Linked DNA regions of Neogale vison: region 1 is linked to region 2. The links are chromatin contacts, called in public Hi-C maps. All regions are on one chromosome and are shown on one strand. The core of a region is the stretch at or near the end of the contact, and the rest is flanking DNA. Distances in the headings are between cores, read along the strand shown.

What was found. A called contact is a pair of places that touch in the nucleus more often than the background predicts.
Region 1: a contact with region 2 is called in a Hi-C map of muscle, with 6 times the contacts expected there. The contact joins the promoter of PPM1F here to the promoter of YPEL1 in region 2. A contact is called at or near these places in 2 of 3 Hi-C or Micro-C datasets (fibroblasts and muscle).

What each region holds. Positions count from the first base shown.
Region 1 is chr3:213,665,376-213,671,768 of ASM_NN_V1, reverse strand. PPM1F (protein phosphatase 1F) reads left to right here and starts at 5,076. Exons shown (of 9, transcript XM_044243784.1): 1 at 5,076-5,105; 2 at 6,299-6,393.
Region 2 is chr3:213,469,054-213,475,350 of ASM_NN_V1, reverse strand. It overlaps YPEL1 (protein yippee-like 1), which reads left to right and starts at 4,592. Exons shown (of 5, transcript XM_044243780.1): 1 at 4,592-4,698.

The DNA.
Region 1 (6,393 bases), core at 3,827-6,326, 200 kb before region 2:
CCCACACCTCCTGAGTACCCTTGCTCTGCCCACAGCCCGGTGCTGCCCATAGGGAGGCCATCGAGTGTGGAAAGGGGGATCGAGCCCAGTTCAAGTCTCACATCTTACTTCAGTACGTGTGGGAACACATGGTAGCTTTGTGCACAAGTAGGAGGTGTCCCCTCCTTGCAGGAGGCATTCCCAGCAAGGCAAAGAAGAAAGAAGGGCCCCAACTGCCTGTCTTCCCAGGTGGATGTCATAGGAGGGCCACCTGTGGAAGGAGGCAGGGCTGAAAGAAGTCCTCACCAGACCTTGGCCATCTCCACAGCCCACTGTTTGGGGTCAGAGGGTGGCTCTGAGCAGGCTTGTGTGTGGTGCATGCAACCCTTGTGGCCTCCCAGGGCCTGTCCTGATTCCTGCTCTCCCATGAGCCCTTATTGTCCCAGACAGAGGCAGGCCAGCCACTTCCTAGGAGGAGCTGGGTGTGGGTGCTGTGCTGAACCAGAGGGACCCCGCAGAAGCTGTCTGCGATTTGTCGGACAGAAGCCATCTGTCCGATTTAGGAAAGAACCCATCAGCCAAACCACCCTGTGAGCTGTGCCCTACCTGCCATCCTTCCCACGCCCCTTTACTGCTCCAGCCCCTGTGGGGAGGTGGTAGGTAGAACAGCTTTCCAAGCAGTATGGTACTACACCTCTGTGAGGGACAGATCAGGAACATTTTGCATGTGGACTCCCTATCTGGGTAGCAAGCTCACAGTCCACACTGGAATGTACAAGGCTCTGGGAAGAGCTTCCATCAATAAACTTGTGATGGCCCAGCATTCCAAGCCAGTGCTGCACCCTCCAGGCTCCCTCTTTTGGGAGGCCCCAGCAAACAACCCAGGTGTCCCAGGAACACTGCGAAAGAACTCTAGAAGCTCAAAGAAAATATGCAGTGAGTCGGGGAGATGACAACATGACCTGAGGGCAGACTCCCCAGAAGCTGTTGAGTGGGATGGTATCCCAGGGGAAGGGGGGGCACTCGGAATGCTTGTGTTCCTCCCCACCTCCCCTCTTGCTAGGAGCAGACTTGGGGGGCACCGGCAAGGCCACATCTGCTAGTGGATAATGTCCCTGGCACAGGGCTGTGGCTCTCTGCCCGCCCATCACATAGCTAGTGGACCCAGGGCCTTCTCCAAGAGAGGGTGACCCAACTCCATTCTGCTCTGGGATCTCTCTCTCTCTGTCACACACACATGTGTGCACGCACACACACACACACACACACACACACACATACAAAACACACACACAGCCCAGGTGGATGGCCAGAGGGGCTTGCGGTAGGGCAGAGACTGTACCTTAGGCTTTAAACCCAAACTGCGTATTCCTTACCAGGATCCTGCACTGAGATTTCAGCCCCAAGCAGGGCTAATCATAAAGGATTTGTTCATTTTTCTCTGCAACTGTCCCTTGTGTGTGAATCTCCTTAGCATTCGAAGCTGGAGTCTACCTTTTGGATCCCGTCATCTCGTATCATCCAACAGCATTCAACTCTTCCAGCGAGGCTGCAGGAGCCAGGAGGACAGGAAGAGACGAGGCCCGCTCTGGCTGGAACAGCCTTCTGTGCTCCTTAGGACTGCACCTTCTGCCCTTGAGGTCAAGGAGGTCTGTAGCTTCAGGCTGACCTGCTCTGGGGGAGCAGGGGGCAGAACTCCTTCAGACTAGGCCTTCGAGCATGACTCACGGAAACAGGGCCTGGTTGTGCCGCTAAATTGCCCTGGACAACATCCATCCCTGTCACTTCGAGACTCTGGTGCACATCGCCACTACGTACCTCATGTGCATTTGCTCTGTCGAGTGCGGCACACCTTCCAGGGCTGCTAGATGGGAGAAGCCACCGCGGACCTACAGTTACCAGCGGCCAAGATGCTCCCTGGGCCCCCTTGGAGAAAGCGGCACTGCCAGCAATGGGAAGCTAAGCGGGAGTCCTGAAAGTCAGGGGTGAGGGTTTGTCCCTTCTTTCCAAGGTCACAGCATGGCTGATGGTTTGAAAACCCAAGAGCAATGTCACCACCCCATATAGACCTGTGTAGACCCATGTCTACGATAGGTCCGGCAAAGTGAGAAGGGGCGGGGCAGGAAGATAGGAGGAGGTAGGTGTGACCACCCACAGACGCCTGAGGTCGTGTCAGGGGGAGTAGAGGGTTTGGGATGGGGTTTCAGAATAATGGACATGTGGGGACAAGGAAGGGGTTGTCAAAGGGGGCAGAGACAGTAGCAAAACCCAGGCTGAACACTTTGGGAGCTCCGTGTGGTCTGCTCACCTCCGCCAGGGGCGCAGCCGGGTAAGAGAGGCAGAGCTCAGAGGCAGTAGCTGGGTGGAGTGGGTGACATGGAAAGACTCCTTTCACAAAGGTGAAAGCCAAGAGCCAGAAGCTGAGGCGTGATGGAATTCACAAGGGGAGGGGTTGCCAGAAGCCACAGGGCACAAGTCATTTCACAGGCAACGCCTTGGCCTAGTTCCCCTAAAGGGCCAGCTCCAGGCCAAGTGGCAGTGCCTCACTTTGCTGTTATCTCTAAGCCACCAACACTGAATGCAATCAGTGCTTCAAAGAATCTAATTTAGGCCCTCGCAAAGGAGGCCCGCAGGGACCCCAGCTTTCACAGGCACCCCATTTCACCGTGCAGGAGGGCCTGTGCCAAGTACCACTTCCCCTGTGCCCTGGTTCTCAAACTTCACCCCATAGTCATCCTGATGCCGGCAGTCTGGACAGACTTTAAGAAACACTGATGCAGGGTCTCACAACGACCCCGTGAGATAGCTTGGTTGCTACAGTCCGCATTTTCCTGATAAGGAAACAGGCTCAGATGAGCTAAGGAACATGCCCAAGGTAGGACAAGTCATAAGAAGTAACCTCAAGGGGCACCTGGGTGGCTCAGTGGGTTAAGGCCTCTGCCTTCGGCTCAGGTCATGGTCCCAGGGTCCTGGGATCGAGCCCCGCATCGGGCTCTCTGCTTGGTAGGGAGCCTGCTTCCCCCTCTCTCTCTGCCTGCCTCTCTGCCTACTTGTGATCTGTCAAATAAATAAATAAATCTTAAAAAAAAAAAAAAAAAGTAACCTCAAGCCTTGCTTGGGGTCATCACACTGACAGGGGGTTATGGGATCTAAGAAGGTGTAAGTAGGAGAACGACATGAGCCAGCGCCTCTCTCCCACCCTGCTTTCTCTGCCTAAATACTCCCTGCCTTCTAGGCTTGCCTCTACCCGAAATGGTTTCCTTTCACATCAGCCAACTGCTAGTTCTCTAAGGTTCGTTGCTTCCCTAAACCCCTCCTGTTAGTGAAGCATCCCGGAGACTGTGATTCCTGGGAAGGAGTGAGCCCCATATGTGGGCCTGAAAGTCAAGGAGGTGGGGCTGCAGTACGGCTTTAGAGGGCCCTCCTTCCATAAAAATGTTTTAAATTTTTTTAATTATACCATACAACTGTATTAATATAAAGATAACTATATTAATACTGTATATTAAAGCATGTCCTTTGATCTCAAAATTCATTTATTTCTTCTAGCTCATTTATTTCTTCTGGGCATCTATGATGGCAGAAATATGCCCCCTCCAAAGATGTCCAGGTCTTCATACCTGGAATGTGTGTTAGATGGCAAAGGAGAACCAGGGTTGCAGACAGAATGTTGGTGTCATATCTACACATCTAACTTTTTTTTAAAGATTGATTTATCTATCTTATTTATCTATCTTATTTTATTTATCTATCTATGGGGCACCTGGATGGCTCAGTCGTTAAGCGGCTGCCTTCAGCTCAGATCATGATCCCAGGGTCCTGGGACAGAGCCCCACATCGGGCTCCCTGCTCAGCGGGAAGCCTGCTTCTCCCTCTCCCACTCTCCCTGCTTGTGCTCCCTCTCTCACTGTGTCTCTCTCTAGCAAATAATAAATAAAATCTTAAAAAAAAAAAAAAGATTTATCCATCAGAGAGAGAGTGCCCACGGGCAGAAGGGAGAGGCAAGAATCTCCAACAGACTCCCAGCGGGGCTAGATCCCAGGACCCCTGGGTCATGACCTGAGCCAAAACCAAGGATTCTCCGGCTCAACCCACTCCGGCACCCCATCATTTAACTTTTCAATACTGAGATTATCCTATCTCATCTGGGCAGCCCAGTGGCATCATAAGGGTCTTTAAAAATGGAACAGGGAATCCAAAGAGAAAACGAGAGAGGTGGCAGCAGGAGGACTTGTCCAGATGTTCCTGGCTTTGAACATGGAAGAGGCTGCAAGCCAAGGAATGGGCAGTCTTTAGGAACCAGTAAAGCAAAGGAACAATTCCTGGCTAGAGGCCCCAGAAAGGAACGCACCCTACCAACACTTCAGACTTACAGCCCATCATCCCTTGCGGGCTTCTGACCTTCAGAATTGTAAATAATAAATTTGTGTAAGTTTGTGGTAATTGTCATAGCAGCAATAAGACACGAACACAACGCCAAAAGTATGCTGGGCCCCCAGGGACTGTGCCTCATCGCCTGATGGCCCACCGGCCTTGGGGCAGTCTGGGTCTGTATGTGCCTGCTCTGCGGTTCACCAGCTGCCCATAGCACATGTTGCTTAATATCTGGGCGCTGGGGGCACCTGGATGGCTCAGTGGGTTAAAGCCTCTGCTTTCAGCTCCCGTCGTGATCCCAGGGTCCTGGGATCAAGCCCCGCATCGGGCTCTCTGCTCAGCGGGGATTCTGCTTCCTCCTCTCTCTTTTCTCTGCCTACTTGTGATCTCTGTCTGTCAAATAAATAAATAAAATCTTTAAAAAAAAAATCTGGGCGCTGTGAGATAGGAATTGCTTTCCCCATCTACACAACCACCCGAGGCTTGAGAAGGGAAGCAGTTCGCCAGTGATCACACATTTTGCTCCAGAACCCAGGATGGGGACCGTGTCGCCGCGCAACCCTTTTTGGGTGGAGCGCAGCTCTTCTCCACCGGTAACGAAAGGGCAGCGAGGCCGCCAGGGGGCAGCAGAGGCCCGACCCCGCCCGTCCTCGGCCCGACTGCGCCTGCGCGGAGCCCGAGGCGGCGGGGGACGGGAAGTGGGCGGGGCCGGCCAGGAGCGGCTCGCTGGGCAGGGAGCGGCGGAGTAGCAGGTGAGGCCATGGGGGTCCCGAGAGTGAGGAGGCCCGGGGCATGGGACCGGGGGGCTGACCTCGCAGGAGTGAGGCTCAGGTGGGGACTTGAGACATATAGGGGTGAAACGGGGCGCTGAGAAACCGGAGGGTGCGGAATAGGGGGGCTGGGGAGGCAGGGAGGCCGAGACGGGAAGACCAAAGGGGTTCAGGGGCAGAGTGGGGGACTGAAGAACGGAGGGAGTAACCAAAGACCTGAGGAACCCGAGGCAGAGAATTGGAGGGCCAGGGAGGCAAGGGTGCAGACCTGAGGGGCCAGGGGCCGGCGGGGGTGTGGCCAAGCCGAAGACCAGGTGGGAACCGAAGGCGGTGTTGCAGAATGGATGTTGAGGGGTGACGTGCCCCCCTTTGCCGGTGTCCGAGCCCCTGTTCTTAGGAGCATCTGGGTTGGGCCCACTGCCCTGATCCCTACCTCACCAGCCCCTGCACCTTTGCGGGTCCACATCTCTGCCCACGTGCCCTCACCCCGCGGCCTGCCCCCGCCCGTGGCCCCCGTCCAAGTGATTTAAAGCGAGTGTTTAGTGAAAGCGAATGCTTGGGCTGCTGCCCTTTCAGCCCTAGGTGTGTGAGATAGGAATATAAGGCAGGGAGGTGATAGACTTCACCACTGGTTGCTGTGTGACCTCATGCAATCCTCTTAACGTCTGTGCAGTAGGGAGAAATGGCACCCCGTTTTAGAGATTTTAATGCGGGGCTTAACACATAGCTAGGGCTAGTTGATAGTGATGGACTTCTCCCGCACAGCCTTCCACCCAGCAGGACACATGCCCTGACTGACACATGTCCTCATGGTATTTCCTGGGGCAAGGCCTGTGGGCAGGGCTCTACTCCCACCACGGGAGATGGAATGTAAGGCCAGCTCTGTGAGGTCATCTCTAGCACACTTCTGGCCTTTTTTCTTCTTATTATTCTTTTTTTTTTTTTTTTAAAGATTTATTTATTTCAGAGAGAGAGAGAAAGCTGGAGTGAGAAGCAGGGGAGAGGGAGAGAGAAACCCCAGCAGACTCCTGGTGAGCACAGAGCCCAGTGCCTGGCTCCACACTAGGCTCGATCTCACAACCCCAGCTGAAGCCAAGAGCCAGTCGCTCAATCGACTGCACTACCGAGGTGCCCCTTACTTCTGGCTTTCATGGCCATATATGTTCTGTTGTCAGATCTCACTCTTTCCCACCTGTAACCAAGCCCGAAGCGACAAAAGGTTTCAGAAGACCTTCTGTGAGTCCGGCTTTGCCATTTCCTACCTGTGTGA
Region 2 (6,297 bases), core at 3,343-5,842:
CCTCTGTGGTGCACTTCCGGTGCACTGGGGTTCTGGTGCACTGGTCTTCTGGTGCCCTGGGCAGCCCAAGCAAAAGAGCTGGGCATCTTAGAGCTCATTTACACTTCAGTCGTCCTGTAGGAGTGGCTCATTCAACAAATTATGTTGCAAGCATTGCAGATACAGCTGAGGACAAACCCAGACCCTGCCCTCAGGTGGCTCACATCCTGGTGAGAGAGACAGACAATAAACCAAACAGAAGAAAACACAGGCCAGTTGTGGTGGTGGTGGTGGCTGGGGTTGCTGAAGAGGAAAATCAAAGCTGGGTGAGGAGGGAGAGGGAGTGGTGGGTAGGAGCTTCTGGTCAGCAGAGCCTGGAGAATACTGCTTCTCCGGTGAGGACACATTTGAGCAGAATCCTGAAGAAAGGGGCCTTCCAGGGGAAGGGACAACAAGCACAGAGTCCCCAAAAAGAGGCAGCAAGGAGGTGGTGTGTCTGAAGAGTAGTAAGCAAGGGGAGGTTGTCACGAAGAATTTAACCTCACCCCCAAAGAGTGCCATTTGCCTTCTGCTTTGGGGAGGCAGTTACTAAGCTCTACCAAGAGTGCCTGTTTGCCTTGGGCGGGGGGCTTCTAATAGCCTAACAATGAGATTTCAAATAGGGACGTGGCACAATTATATTCAGGCTGGAACTGAACACACAAGAAAGACCAATGTTGTGATGAGGGGGCTGCAGACTGAGATCACTAGGAGGACACTCAATTAATCACACCTGTGCAATGAACTCCAGTAAAAGCTCTGAGCACCTGGCCCTGAAGAACTTCCCTGTCAGCAGCACCGTGTGGGCCATCCCTCACGGGCACTGAGAGGAGGGTTGTGTGCGGCTCTAAGGACAGAAGGCAGCTCACCCCTCAAGTCTGACGCTCTCCTAGACCAGTCCCTGGGTGCTTTTCCTGCAGCTGGTCTTAATCAGCATCCTTCCTGTGCTGTAAACTGTAACCGTGAGTAAAGAGCTGTGAGTCCCTCCAGGAAATTGTCAACCTTGGCTAAGGATCCACTTGGGGACTCCCAAACATGCCATTAGTGTCAGAAGTGGAGGTGGTCCTGTGGGGACTGGTCCCTCCAAATGTTGTAGTTGGCCAAATGCAGGGGTTGAAGTAGGAAATTGAGAGGGACAGGGAGGTGCCAAGTCTTGGGGGGCCATTGGAAGTACTTTGTTTTTTAGTCTGAGTGCAGTGGAAAGCTCCCGGAGGCTTTTGAGGAGGGACAGGTCTGGATTTTGTTCTTGAAGAGTCAGTGTGTGAGGAGTAAGGAGACAAAGCTTGCTGCTCACCTGTGGCAGTCATCATCATGAGAGAGAAGAGTGGCCCCAGTGTCAGGCACTGCTGGCAGGAGAGGGACTTTCTGAGGGCCCACTGTGGGGCATGATGGGGAGACCCGAGGTGAGGGGCTCAGAGGTTTTGGCTGTCCTGGAAGTTTGGCTGTGCCTTTTACTGAGGTGGTGATAGCTGTGGCTCGATTGAGGGTGCCCTGGCTTTGAGGTGTCCCCTAGAGCTCCAAGGGTGGTTCAGAGTGGGCATATGGACTTGGAAGCCTAGGATTTGGGGGCTGGGGGTCCGTGCTGAGGCACACCCTGGGAGCCATCAGGTGGTGTGAAGTGCTGCCTGACCACCACGGAGATTTGGCTGAACCCGGATGTGAGTTCTGGCAAGGAACAGGTGGAGTGGAGGGAGCCCAAGAGTGGGGAGGAGCCCAGCCAAGCTGCTCCTGGGCAGTTTTGCTTTTGAAGAATTAGAGAGAAGCATGATGATGGAGAAAATGGATATGGAGATGACACCACGTCTCCCATCCTGATGGGACAGCCCAATAAGGCAGAGACTGAGGATGCAGGAGAAAGAGGGTCCTGTGACTGAAGCAGACCAGCTAGCATGTGGGGTGGGGTAGACCTGATGAGCCAGTGACATGCAGGTCTTAGAGGACAGAGCAATGTGTGCATGGTGGTGGAAGCGGGCCGGTGGAAGGTTTAGGGTGGAAGCAGTGAGAAACACTCCTGCTGACACTGATGTCTTCAGTAAAGCAGGACACAGAGCTAGCACAGGCAGAGGGCAGGGGCTGGTGTAGGATTGTCTTCCAGGAAGGCAGAAATCTGAATGGCCACAGCAGGCGGGCAAGGGTAGGATTGTCAGGAGGACAGTTCTGCCCTAGAAAGTGGTCACCCCAAGGGAAAACATCTCTCCAGCTATAGCAGAGAGAGTCACATTTACCCAGGACTGGGGTTCACTGGGCAAGTCTGTGATGTGATAAAGGTGCTCAAGGGAGGTGAACAAAAGGAGAAGAGCCACCGGTGGGTAAGTAGTGAAGACAGGGAGTTGTGTGGCTCCCAGTGCTGGTGAAGGCAGCCGTGGTCCTGCTAACAGGAGAGGGCCAGAGAGCACAGTGTTGTGACCCAGAGTGGGCTTCTGGAGGGTGTGACAACAGGGACCAGGCAGCGGGTGGCAGACCGCAGGCCACGGTTGATAGCCTGTGAAATCACATAGAGAGTCATGTGCAGGATGTCATCAATAAAAATAAAACTGAAAAGAACAGTGTTAGGGCGTTACACAAGACAAGACAAGACTACGTCTTAAATCGTGAAACTTTTTCATACGTATGTGTACTAGATCATAATGTAAAATGGGTTTTTAAAGCTTTAAATTTGCCATTTTAACTGTTAAGTGTATAATTCAGTAGCATTGATACATTTACATTGTTGTGCAGTCATCCACACTACCCTCCAAATTTCTCATCACTCCAAATAGAAACTTTGTACCCATAAAATGTATTCTTTACTGTGGTCATAGTTAAAAACATTTAAAAGGCACTGGTCAGTGGTCAGGAAAGGGATCCATCCTGGGGGTCATGCAGAGGGCAAGATTCTTGCAGGAGAGGGGGCAGTGAGCTCACAGGCCAGGGTACTGGATTCACATGCATCACATGCATCAATCCCTTAGATTTTAAGGAAAAGATGTATTTCTGAGGATGAAGCTAGGAACTACAATGCAAAGCACAATAGGAAATCTGGTGCAAAAATATTCCAAGAATGCAGGAATCCAAAGAAATGGAGCGGAAATCATCAATGTGCCTAACGAGCACATAGTTATTTGGGTATGTTAAATTCAATATTCTGCAGCCACTAAAATCATTCATTAAAAACTGCAGTAAGAGTAAAATGCCCCTTCTCAAAGCAAGATACAAAATTACATAAACGTTGACTCACATAAAAATTAGGATTTTTTTCAATAGAGGACTGGCTAAGATACTTGCTGTAGCAAAAACAACAAAAGCATAATATTTAAGACAATCTAAGGAATCTCTAAAATTTACAAGAGAAATGAGCCCCCTACACTCAGTTGCAAACTGAAGATCTGAAAGTTGGAAATAGAAGCTATGAAAGACTTAACAGTTAATGAAGAGATGCTAACACTCCTCTGAAAAGTGCATCTTAAAAACAATCATGAGTTCCCACTTTGCAGCCAGGTTTGTAAAAGAGGGGGAGCTGGAGACATTGCCAGGAGAATGGCTGAGTTCTGACAAATGGATAGTATCCAGAGACCTTCTAAGTACGGTAATAAATCAGATGCACATCCAAAGACGCTAAGAGATCTTTACATATACACTGCATTGCAAAAAAGAAACAAGATCTAAAGAAGGCTAACATTTATTAAAATGTTATATACATTGTGACCTCAACACTGTGGTTTTTAAAAAATTATGTAACTTAAGAAACAACCTATAGTGGAAAGTTGTGGGGCCAAAAAAATAATGACTTGAGAGTCATAGAGGGATGGGGTGTGGACATGAAGATGTGGGCTGCCTGGGGGGCCAGGAGGGCCACGTGGAGGATGGAGCTTCCTGTCGAATCCGATCTGGAACAGAGAGCCAGATGCAGAGGTTCTCAGGCAGAGTGACTTGGAGCGTTCGGGGAGGATGGAGTGGGCGAGCGCGGAGGACCCCGTATTCTGGGAACCGAGTCTGCGAGTGGTCCGGCCAGGGAAGCCCAAGTCCTGCGCACGGCCGACCCATGAGCCCCGCTTCGGCCCCGGAAGCTGCGGCCCTCACGTCCATGAGCCGACCCAGGCGTGCGGAGAGACCGAGTGGCGCACGGGCTCCCCACCGCGGGAGAAGCCTGCGGGCGAAGACCGTGGGCTGAACACCCAAGCTCAGGACAGACCGCGCTTGCGCACTGCGATCCTCTTTGAGCCCGCCCCAGGGCCCGCCCCTCCGCGCAGGGTCCCGCCCCCAGGCCCTTCAACTCTCATAGGCTGGCTCCGAGGCCGCGCTCGGCAGGCCGGCCAATGGGAGCGTGGCGCGCCCCGCGGCACGTGCGCCCCCGCCCAGCCCGGTCGAGTGCGAGCGGGTCCAGCTCCGGGGCGCGGAGCGCGCGGGGAGGGAACGCGCGAGAGGGGCGGGGCACGGGGCGGAGCGCGGGCGGGGGGGCGCGCTGATTGGCCGACGCCGCGTTCCGAGGCCGTTAACGGCGGCGCGGCGGGGCCGCGGCTCCAAAACAAAGGGCAGGCGGCCCGCGGGGCGGCGGCGGGAGGATGCCTCGCGCCCTGCGGAGGCGCCAACGGCCGCAGCGCGTCCCGGGCCGCGCCGGCGCCGCCTGAGAGCCGAGCCCGCGCTAACCGGGGCCCGGGCCGGATGGGCGCTGCGGGCCGGGGCGCGGACCGCCGAGCGGCCGTGAGTACGGGCGGGCCTGGACACTGTTGCGCGGGCGGCTACTTTGTGGCGACCCGAGGCTCCTGCGACAGCGGGCGGGGCCCGGAGGCACCTGTTGGGCGTCAGGGCCGGCGGGCGGGGCGCGAGCGGGCCGCACCTGTGGATGTTTTTGTTCTGATTTGATTTTTTTGTTGTTATTTGGCTCACTCCGTGTTGGAGCAGACCACAAAGCCTGATCTTTGATTTTGCCCTCCTTTCTTCCTTCCCTTGCCTGCCTCGTTCCCACTTCAGCCACGAAAAAAATTTACAGAGAGAATGAACTAGATGCCTGCTGTTAATGGGCTTTTCCCTCTTTAACAACAACAACAAAAAATGTTGCGACCCGGAGTGAAATGAGGACAAAAGAGGGTTCCTAGGAATGTTTATTAGAAGAGGGGGATGTTTTCGAGTTACCCACATAAAGATCGTGACTAAAATGAATTGTTCTCTGTATCAGTTCCCTGCTTGTAGCACTAGGTTTGTTTTTTTTTTTGTTTTTTTTTTAAAGCACAGCTTGCAGGAGCCATAGCTTGGGAAACCTGCTCAGTAGGGTCCCCCTCCCCCAGGCCTGCCTCTGATTGACATCTTTGATGTCCAGATAATGTGCTGAGTTCCAGGATTGGGGGGAAAAAAAAGACTATAATTTCATTTTGCAAAGATAATGGCTTTGGAAAGACCTCAGTTTCCCCACCCCCAAGCTTTTTTGTTCAGTTGCATTTCTTCTTCCTCTTTCTGGCCAGAACACACACTTTAACCTGTTGTTTCCTTTGCCAAGAATGTTATTCTTTCCACCCACTTCCCTCCTAAACTAAGCAAGCCTCAAGAGGAGGCTTACCTCCTCTAGGGAACTCTTCCAGGTGCCTCACCTGAGCAAGCCTGGCTCTCTCCCACACCTGTGCACGCTCCAGCCTCTGCTCGGTGCCAGGAGCTGTGCTGGATGCTGGGATGATTGAGTTTTTGTAATTGTGCGCTGATTCCCTCTTATCCCTGGCCCCGGGTTCTTGGGTGACAGTCGTGGTACACTTGAGGAATGCTAATACTGAAGCTCTCCTGGACCCTTATGCTCCCTTCCCTTGCATCTCACAGGGTTAGAGTGTCTTCTCCTTGCAGGAACCTCTCAGAGGTAGGACCAGAGCGAAATCCTGTCCCACCACAGACCTGTAGCGCGGAGTCTGGCTTCTGCTGGGCACTTAAGAAAAAAAATAGCTGAATAATCTTAATTACCAATCTGAGCAATAGCCTTTGCTTTTTTTTTTTTTTTTTAAAGATTTTATCTTTAAGTAATCTCTACACTCAGTGTGGGGCTCCAACTCACAACCCTGAGATCAAGAGCCACAGTCTGCACTGACTGAGCCATCCAGGAGCCCCCGTAGCCTTTGCTTTTTAAACGAACTTCTTGTTTTGTAATAACTTTAGATTTCTGTGAAAGTTGCAAGGTTAGTCCAGACAGCCCTGGTATGCCCCATGCCTAGTGTTCCCGAGTGTTAACGACCCTCTCCTGTCATGGTGCCTTTGCCAACATGAGCAACTGAAATGGAGACATTCTTGTACCCTAAGTCCAGACATTAAATCTTACCATTT